Regions from separate parts of the Columba livia genome. Here region 1 is linked to region 2. Evidence: chromatin contacts called from public Hi-C data. All regions are on one chromosome and are shown on one strand. Each heading gives the region's core, a stretch centred on a gene start, on an enhancer-like site or on the middle of the called end of the contact. The rest is flanking DNA. Distances are from core to core; before and after follow the strand shown. Region 1 holds the start of LOC102089529 (transmembrane protein 182). Region 2 holds the start of LOC135575241 (rho GTPase-activating protein 17-like).

Region 1 (4,147 bases), core at 188-2,687, 280 kb before region 2:
AAACTATGGAAAAAGGATATGCTGGACTGCCCAGGGATGGGCTAGGAGAGGGTTAATACGTGTAAGTATGGGACAAGTGAAGGTGATGGGAAGGTTGTCCACAAGCACGTACATACAAACCCATCACAGCAGCAGGGATTGCTTCCAGTGGAGACAGCAGCTAAATGCAGGAGGGCAAGTAAGTGGCTGAGGGGGAATGGTCCATGTTTTACAGGCTCATTTCCTGGGCAGTGCTGCCCAGAGAGTGCGGGAGGAGCAGACCTGCTCACCCACGGGTACACCAAGGGTGCTGGTGGGAGGCTGTGTCATGTCAGGATGGTTTCTTCTCTCCCTTAGCTGACTAAATTGTTTGCTTGGAAGAAAAAGGATGGTTAAGCAGGCCAGAGACATGATGTGTATTTTCACTTCCCTGAAAATGGCTTCTGTACCACAGCTCTCCCATCAAATACACATCCACTGCTCCGTGCTTGAAGGCCACGCAGTGATGTCTCTACCAGTGTTTAGCCCTGCCATGGGGAACTGTCATCTCATTATACAAACATCAGAAGGGATTCTTCCATTTTAGCCACCAACCGAGATGTAAACATAACCTTTGAGACAGCTACTGGCCCTGTTGGGCAGCTCGCCATTGCCTTGTTCACCCACCACCTGCCCCACCACACCAGATGGAACAACAACTTCTGCTCTCCTTGAGCTCTTGCCCCTTGCAGCCCCGCTCTACCTCTAACCAACAGTGCTCTGGGGTCTGTGGTGGAGCTTCAGCCTCACATAATGGTAAGTCTGCAACCTGTCCCACCTTTTCTTTCTGCACGTGTCAATGTGGGGACTCCTCTGAGCAGGGGCCTCTTTCCTGGATCTGATGGAATACCTCATGCGCTCGTGGTCGAGTTAAACAAACAGCAGCTCTGCCGCTACAACAGTGATGAAAAGAGGGCTAATATCTTATTTAAAAGCTATCCTTGCAATATTTAAGAAAGAATAACACAGAGGATAGAATAAATTATTATAATTCAAGTCTATTGGGCCCATAGAAGAGTGAGTGCATTCAGCAGTCCATATGCCTCAACAGTTGGCTTGAAGTGTAGTCAAAATTTTACCCAACCCTCTCCAGTTTCCCTAACCAGTGTGCAGTTTCTCTGAGATACCCATATGTTCACAGTTAACTTTAACTATTGAATTCGTTCAGAGATTAATTTGGCCACACAAAATCCTATAAGATAAGGAAGGCAACATCCTCACCTATCCTCCCTTTTGGAACAGGTCACATCTTAGGCTAAGGTTAGAAACTCAGAACATGAATTTTCACAGTAATTTAAATTTCCTCCCCCAGCCTCCTGGCATGTCACAGGAATGCAGTTATTGCCCTACAGAAATTATAATTTTCCTAGTCTGGCATCCTGGCAGTGAACTACCGCAGATGCTCCAGCAGAAGACAAAAATGTTAGGAACCAAATGGCAGCAAAATTCCATGCAGGAATGTCCTCATCTCCATGAGACACTTCTTCCACAGTAGGCTCGGACAGTGGGAGGGGTATGGATGCTATATAGCCTGCTCTTCTGTGAGAGTGGAGAGAACATCCTTCTAAACGCACTCAAGGTATATCGGTATGTACACCTGATTTCAATACTCCTTATCTAGCTAGGTGTAGATCTGCCTGATTTAAATGTGTTTGCATGGCGTAATTGCGTCACTTCTGAGAGCACCAAAATATTTAAGATCTCACCAATGTTTTAATGTTATTGCTTGGATTTCTGCGGTTTCTTTGTGGGAAAGCTACCTTAGCGTTTTGTTCAGCAGACACAGGAGCTGAAGGAGACCCATATTGCAGAAGTGCCACTTCTACACTGCGCTTGCAAAGACATGGCTAAAGGTATGTCACAGCAATGGCTGCAGAAACTGCGAACTCTGTGACATGGTAAAGATCTTTGAGTTCAGATCTGCTCAAGCCAAGCTCAGCCTCTTTGCTAATCTCATGCACAAGCGGGGTTTTAAAAACTCTGCACCGTGATCTACAGGTTCTCTGCACCGCTCTCCTAAAACGAAGAGCCATGTGTTTATTTGGAAATCTTCCTGCTCTGTCTCAATAGCTATTTGTCATGTTCCTTAATGCCGCAGCTGTTTGGTTACACCAGGTCATCGGCTTTTATTAGTCCTGTCCCCACCACCCACTGAAACTCACACCAGCCAGGAGGAGATTATTATCCCCATCCAAAAATAGCACTTCTCTCGTCCCTCTCTTCCAGCGATCTTGGAAACTTCGGGGTTTTTCTTCTTTTCTGATTTCCAGTTCTGCTGCCTACCTGCTGCCCTATGAAGGTTGGAGTAGCCGCCCTCACAGCCGGGCTCCTTGGCGGCACCGGCGTCTTGTTCTTCCTCATCGCTTTTGGGACAGATTACTGGCTTCTCGCCACAGAGACCTGCGGTGTCTTTGAGCATGGGAACAGCACTCTGCAGACCGGGGAGGTAAGCTCTGAAATCGTGTCTTACTTTGGAAGAATTAACTTATTTAAATATATACATATACATATATATATATTTAAAATTTTAAATCTGTGATAATATTTATGCTCATTGAAAGTGACCTGCTAATGTAAAATGTCAGCCTGAGCTAACTTTAAAATCCAAACCAGCATTTCCACGGTATCTAGCATTTTGACTGAAGTGCATCTAGGAAACACTAAGACAGCACCTCTGTAATCTGGCAGATACAAGCTTTAGGGAAAGAAAAGCAAAAATGTAAGAGCTTTACTTGTTGACAGTATTTGCCTCTAAAGACAAAAGGTATCTCCTGATATCTGCTGTTAAAAGATTTCTCCCTCTGTAGTTTCTTCATTTAAAAATAGTTCATATTTTAAAGTGTAGGACTTGGCAATCATTAGCATCTGAAGTGATGTGACTACAGCGCAGACAGAAAACAAAAGCAAACATCAGACGCAGAACAGAGTAGAAAAGATTTCCAGCCTGTCTTACTAGAACAGGCCTATACATTTTAAAATTAAGATTTATGTCAGTTTTTAGTTAGCTAGAAATGTAATTTTTGAAGGACAATTAGGTATTTTACTGCTAACTGCTGATGTCACTTGTTTGTAGATCCTTTTGCAAGTTTGATTTTAGCTGCACTTGCTATGAGCTAACTCTGCAATGAAATAACAACCGGATCAGTTCCCTGAGCCACCCACTCTTCAAAAATGTTTTTGTACCGATCAATGTGTGGTTTCAGTTACAAAATGACAGGAAGATCCTTGTTGTGTGCAGATTTTCGGAACTTCAAAGTTCAATCCAATTAGGTTTGATTTTTTTTCTGGTGTGGTGAGTCACACTGGGTAAGCACCGTGATGCCAGCAAGAAATATTTTCTTTCATTTCAGAATCCCATAATCAAATGTAGGGCACTGTTTGCTTGAGTCATGTTTCCAAATGACTTTCTCTTTTGAAAAAAAAAGAATTATGATAGAAAAACTGCCTGGCAGAAGACACTGTCTTTACTGTTTAAAGTGGCACGGTAAAGCCCTGGAGCTGGCAGAGGGTCGTGAGTGGAGGAGAGCGCTCAGGTTTTGTGCACTTGGGAAATGACAATGTTAATTGTTGCAGAGATTTTGTTTGTGCGGTTGTCTTTTCAAGTGGAGAGACTAGAGATGTGGCACTGCACTACATGATTAAGCATCTCAAACATTTCAGATACGCTCTTGGCCGAGCGCTGGTGTGCCTGTCACCGAGGCAGAAACACTTCAAAAGTGCCGGCCAGAAGTAGGAACTGCTCTCTTTCCTCTCAGCAATTTTATTTCTATTTCAGACACTGCTTCTATTATTTCTGTTTCAGTTAGTGGTTTTGTACAGCAGGCTGTGTTTTTACCTTCTCTGCCCTTTCGTAAACTGGCAAATCCTGTCCGTTACAGATAAGGATGCTCTTGAGTATCTACCAACCAGCAATTAAATATGCTGTGGATGCACTAAGTCAGAGCCATCAGCTGATGAAGTTTGAGGGCTGCATGTTACCGTTGCCACAGCTGTTATTTTATCTTGAAAGTAAAAGGAGAATCAGGTCAGAGCTCTGGAATTGGTCATAACTCGATGCATAAAAACCTCAAGAAGAGGAAGTATCTTCTAGGACCTCCTCACTGAGTCCCATCTCCTTTCTCCAGTTCAA
Region 2 (4,326 bases), core at 293-2,792:
CAGGCTGAGCAGCAACACCAAGAACATCAACTGTTTCACTGCTGCTCTCCCAAAAAAACACCTGCTGGGAAATTCCAATGAGACGCCATTTAATTCCAACATAACGAGTCTGAATAAACGAAATGACCTGCCTTTGTGAAGGATTTTGTCATGCTACAGGTGTCAAGTGCTAACCGTATGTGATTCTGAATGAGGTACACGAGATTTGGAGACAATGCCTGAGAAACAGTGCAGGTAACCAGCAGGTCATCTCATCCTGCTTGGTATTTGTTAGGAACAAGTCGTTCCTACCTCTGTGGATTATTTGATGAATAGAAGCTCTAATTTGTGCTCAGCATCTGGACACTATACATCCATACACAATACACACTTCAGGGTGTTCAGTATTCTGGTCTACTGATAACATTAGTCTTACTAAAAGTTTCCAAAAATATTATTTTCCTTTACTATGGTTTCCATACAAGGAAGCAAAACTGCTTATTTTTTTTCTGTCAACTATTAATTTCAACCTGCTAGCATATGCTAAGCAGAAAATTGCTTCTTTTCTCATAAAACACAGTCAAAACCTTGTTTTCCCATGCAGGGATATAGGGTCTTCTGTAGCTGCCTCTTCCAGGGACAAGCAAATCCAACCAGGATCAAAGACTCTTTGATTAAAAAACCCCACTCTGTTCACATCACATCCTATTTTCAAACGACATAAAGACGGCTCAACTCATTTTCCTCGGACTGCTGCATTAGGTTGAGGTTGAGACTGACTATGCGGGTTTTGAGTCATTATTTGCCGACTTACTAATATTGATGTGATGATTTAGAAGGAATTAACACTACGGATCGTTTACATGAGTAAGTGAAGTTCTTGCTTACAAACCCAAACAAGGCAGTTTCTAACCAGGCCTAGTACTTTGAGAAAAAAAACAAATAAATCACAGTATCTCACACAGAAAAGAGCCTCCTCTACGCAGCAGCGTATTTCTTCAATTTTCACACAGATTTTCTTAAAAAGACATTTCTCAGACATCCCATGGGCAACTGTTCAACGCTTTCCCTGGCTGCAGCTTGCATACAAATCAAATCAGTGCCAGTGCACAGGACAGCTGAGTGGCCCTGCTCAGTTTGCCCCAGAGCAGCGGGGTTTCGGCATCACACCAGCCCTACTGTGAACCCAACTAGCGCCCACCCCTCCTGCATTTCTATCAATAAACCACAAACATTGATTAATGAGTAGAAACTTAAAGGCTGGCATTAGGTCACAACAAAGCAAGACACCTGTTTTCTCAGGTTATCTGTACTGATGTAACAGGGATAAGTGAATTTTGTAGGTTAATCTTGCTGTATTAACAAAATACTATATTATGGACAAACTAATTTTAATCCAGTTTTGACTTTCAATTGTTCCACCGCTTGTGAAAGGTTTGTATCCCCTAATTTGCAGCATTTGAAGAGCTGTGATGCCCAAGCACCACGTGCAGCATTTGCACAGCAGATGCAGAAACTGGACAGGATTCCCTCTCTCCTTATGACATCATGTGTGACATCAGCAAAGCAGAAGATGCCCACGGGAGCAGAGTAAGTACTTGAGGACACTGAGCAAAGGGAAAAAACAGGTTTTGGACAAAACAGTAATTATTGAGTATTGTAAATGACAAGCAGGAATCTTATTTACTGGAAATATGTGCTACACACTAATGTTAGCCCACAGTTCAATCTATGGTAACATGATATTTTTTTCTGTGTGTGTCAAGAATGGGTGTAGGAAGGGAAAATAAAAAAGTGGTAATTCCCAGTTTGATTAGCTATGTGTACAGGAGGAAAAATCACCATTTTTTGCCCAGTCTAGGATAAGAGGTTATAAGAAATTACTAACCCCAGAGTTTCACCTGACAAAGAACAAGCGACAAAGCTCATCGGCCCAGATCCTGTCTCTGCTAGTGGAGAAATGCCTTTGGGGCCGTTGGCCACACGCTTTTGTTGAGTTGGAACCTGGGGATTTTCCTCTCCGGACTGGTGCACACCACTCCCTACACGGGAGGCCACCAAACCGAGTTCTCATATCAAGCATTTTTCACACTTTTTCTTCCAGTATCAAAAGTCTATTTGTGCAGCTTCTAGAAAAGTAATTATATGCAGAGCTCGCCTCACCCAAATTAAAAATTAAAAAGTTGCGCTGGTTATTTTCCTTAGAATATCCCAAAGCGTACATGCTCCAACTGACTTCCACATTTTATTTCAAAATGAAAAGAAAACCTATGTGTCCTGGCAGATCTGTGCTAAAATCTAGCCTCACTGTAGCTCCATATTGATGATTTTTTTCCTAGGAAAGCATCTCAAGCACAACAGCTTCCTTTCAAAACGTTGACAAACATTTCTATGGCTCCTGACTTACAGTGGTGGAAGGTCACCAGCTCAGTTCACACTATTTGAGTCTCTTTTCCACAGACGAAAGGTCTCACTGAGCACTCTGCTTGGAGACAATGATCCATGAAGAGACTCATGGCTTTCCTAGAAAATAAAGTCTGTCTAAATCATTTAAGCAGGAAAACGCCTTCTTCCTTCACGGAAAAAAGTGTCTTTCAAGGCCTGTCTTATCTTTGTTATGAAAAAAAATGCCTTTCATTCACATTGCAGTACAATGATCTGTTCCTACCAGTACCAGACATTCCCTCTCTCCAAGGCCATGTCTCCTAGCATTGGGTCTCCAGCATGAATAATTGCTCGGCGCGGGCCTGGCAATGGGCAGAGCGCAGGTTTTCTTGACATCTCCACAAAGTCACAGTTCACCCCGGCTGGCTCCGTTCCCTCCTGACAGGCGGGCGAGCTGGATTCGGGAAATGGTGCGTTGCAAGGGAAGGTGTCACACAAGGAGAGGTTTGCAATGCGGTAGCACAGGATCATACAGCGAGTGTTTCTGCCAGGATCCCATGATCCGTCAGTGGTGAAGCTCTGAGACTTCAAGATACCTCCAGCTGCCCCATGCCTGGGCATCCTCCAGCCAGCCTGGGGCCACCTCCACATGCTGGTGACAAAGCAGTGTACACGGACCAGAGCCGCTGGCTGTCACTCTCTGTGGCTGCAGCCATCTCTTCTTCTGTCCCTAAAATGATCTATCATGTGTTCAGCTTCACGTCCCTCTTCCAAGATCAGCTAGGAAAAAAAACAAAGCCATTTTTGGCAGAGCTAATAAAAGTAGGATCAAAATAGTTGGTTAGTTAAAGGTAAAATGTAATAATAACAACAACAAAAATTTACATCAGTTGGAATCGATTCACATAATAGCTGATATATTTACAATACAACCCAGACAGAAAGGTCCGCATTTATAAATCACCAGGTAACGTACCAACAAAGAGGGTGTGCAGGAACCCTGGTATTTCGATATTTGAAATCTTTAAACTGAAGAGAATTTATATGAAAATGACAGCTTTAGTTCAACCAGAAACTCGGCACTTGCCGGAGCAAACACGACTGAATTCAACACCACCTTCATGATCCATCATCCCTCTGGCCTTAAAGCACATCATCCACAACTACTACAGTGTCAGAACACTAAAGAAAAGGAGCTTTTTTCCAGTAAACCAGCAATCTCCATGTCCCTGCAGCCAGCTTCAGGAAAGGCCATTTTTTCAGGGCCAGATCGCAGCAAAACAAAAACTTTCCATCTGCCTAAAACAAACCTCCTGGGTGAGCATCTGTCTCTGCTCATGTTCTCAGTCTCTACAATATACTCAGTTATTTGCTTTGTTTTCCTGATATTTAGGATTAAGTTATTACATCTCCAGGTATTTCCCAATAGACATTTTCTTAAATAGCTTACGTTGAAATAGTAATAATCCTTTGGATGGTCCGGCTGATTGTTCCCCTTATTTCTTTTCACTAGGGTAGGTCTGTAAATTAGATCCCTCTTCTCCAAAGTTCTATTGGATGAATGGTTTCATTAATAAGAAAAGAAACAGAAATCGATTCAAGCACTCAAAAGGCTCCGGAGAAAAATAATTTCAAAGGAAAAAGAATTTTGGAAATTTCGAAGTCCAGAGAAAATAAAATGACTTTACCTCTTTTCCATAAAACCTAGCTTAAAAAATAAGGCAAAAAACATACAGCGGGTTAAAGAAACTTGCCAAGAAATGCAAAATTTCAGAGTTAGACACGCTGATTCTCTAGTGTGTCTTTCCTGACAATGTCTTTTTTGGATAACTTTCTCCTCTAAGCCATTAAAAATTTTGTTTGAGGTTTTACTTTCAATTTCCCTTTCCAGTTTCATGCAGCCACTACACTGCATATGGCTTTTTATCTTTGCATCTCAGATAATCTCTTCCTATGACACAT

Evidence for each region. A called contact is a pair of places that touch in the nucleus more often than the background predicts.
Region 1: a contact with region 2 is called in a Hi-C map of liver, with 2.5 times the contacts expected there. The contact joins the promoter of LOC102089529 here to the promoter of LOC135575241 in region 2. A contact is called at or near these places in 2 of 2 Hi-C or Micro-C datasets (crop and liver).

The regions. Positions count from the first base shown.
Region 1 is chr12:15,112,870-15,117,016 of bColLiv1.pat.W.v2, reverse strand. LOC102089529 (transmembrane protein 182) reads left to right here and starts at 1,437. Exons shown (of 6, transcript XM_065077902.1): 1 at 1,437-1,605; 2 at 2,289-2,464. The coding sequence starts at 2,312.
Region 2 is chr12:14,833,934-14,838,259 of bColLiv1.pat.W.v2, reverse strand. LOC135575241 (rho GTPase-activating protein 17-like) reads left to right here and starts at 1,542. Exons shown (of 4, transcript XM_021282319.2): 1 at 1,542-1,569.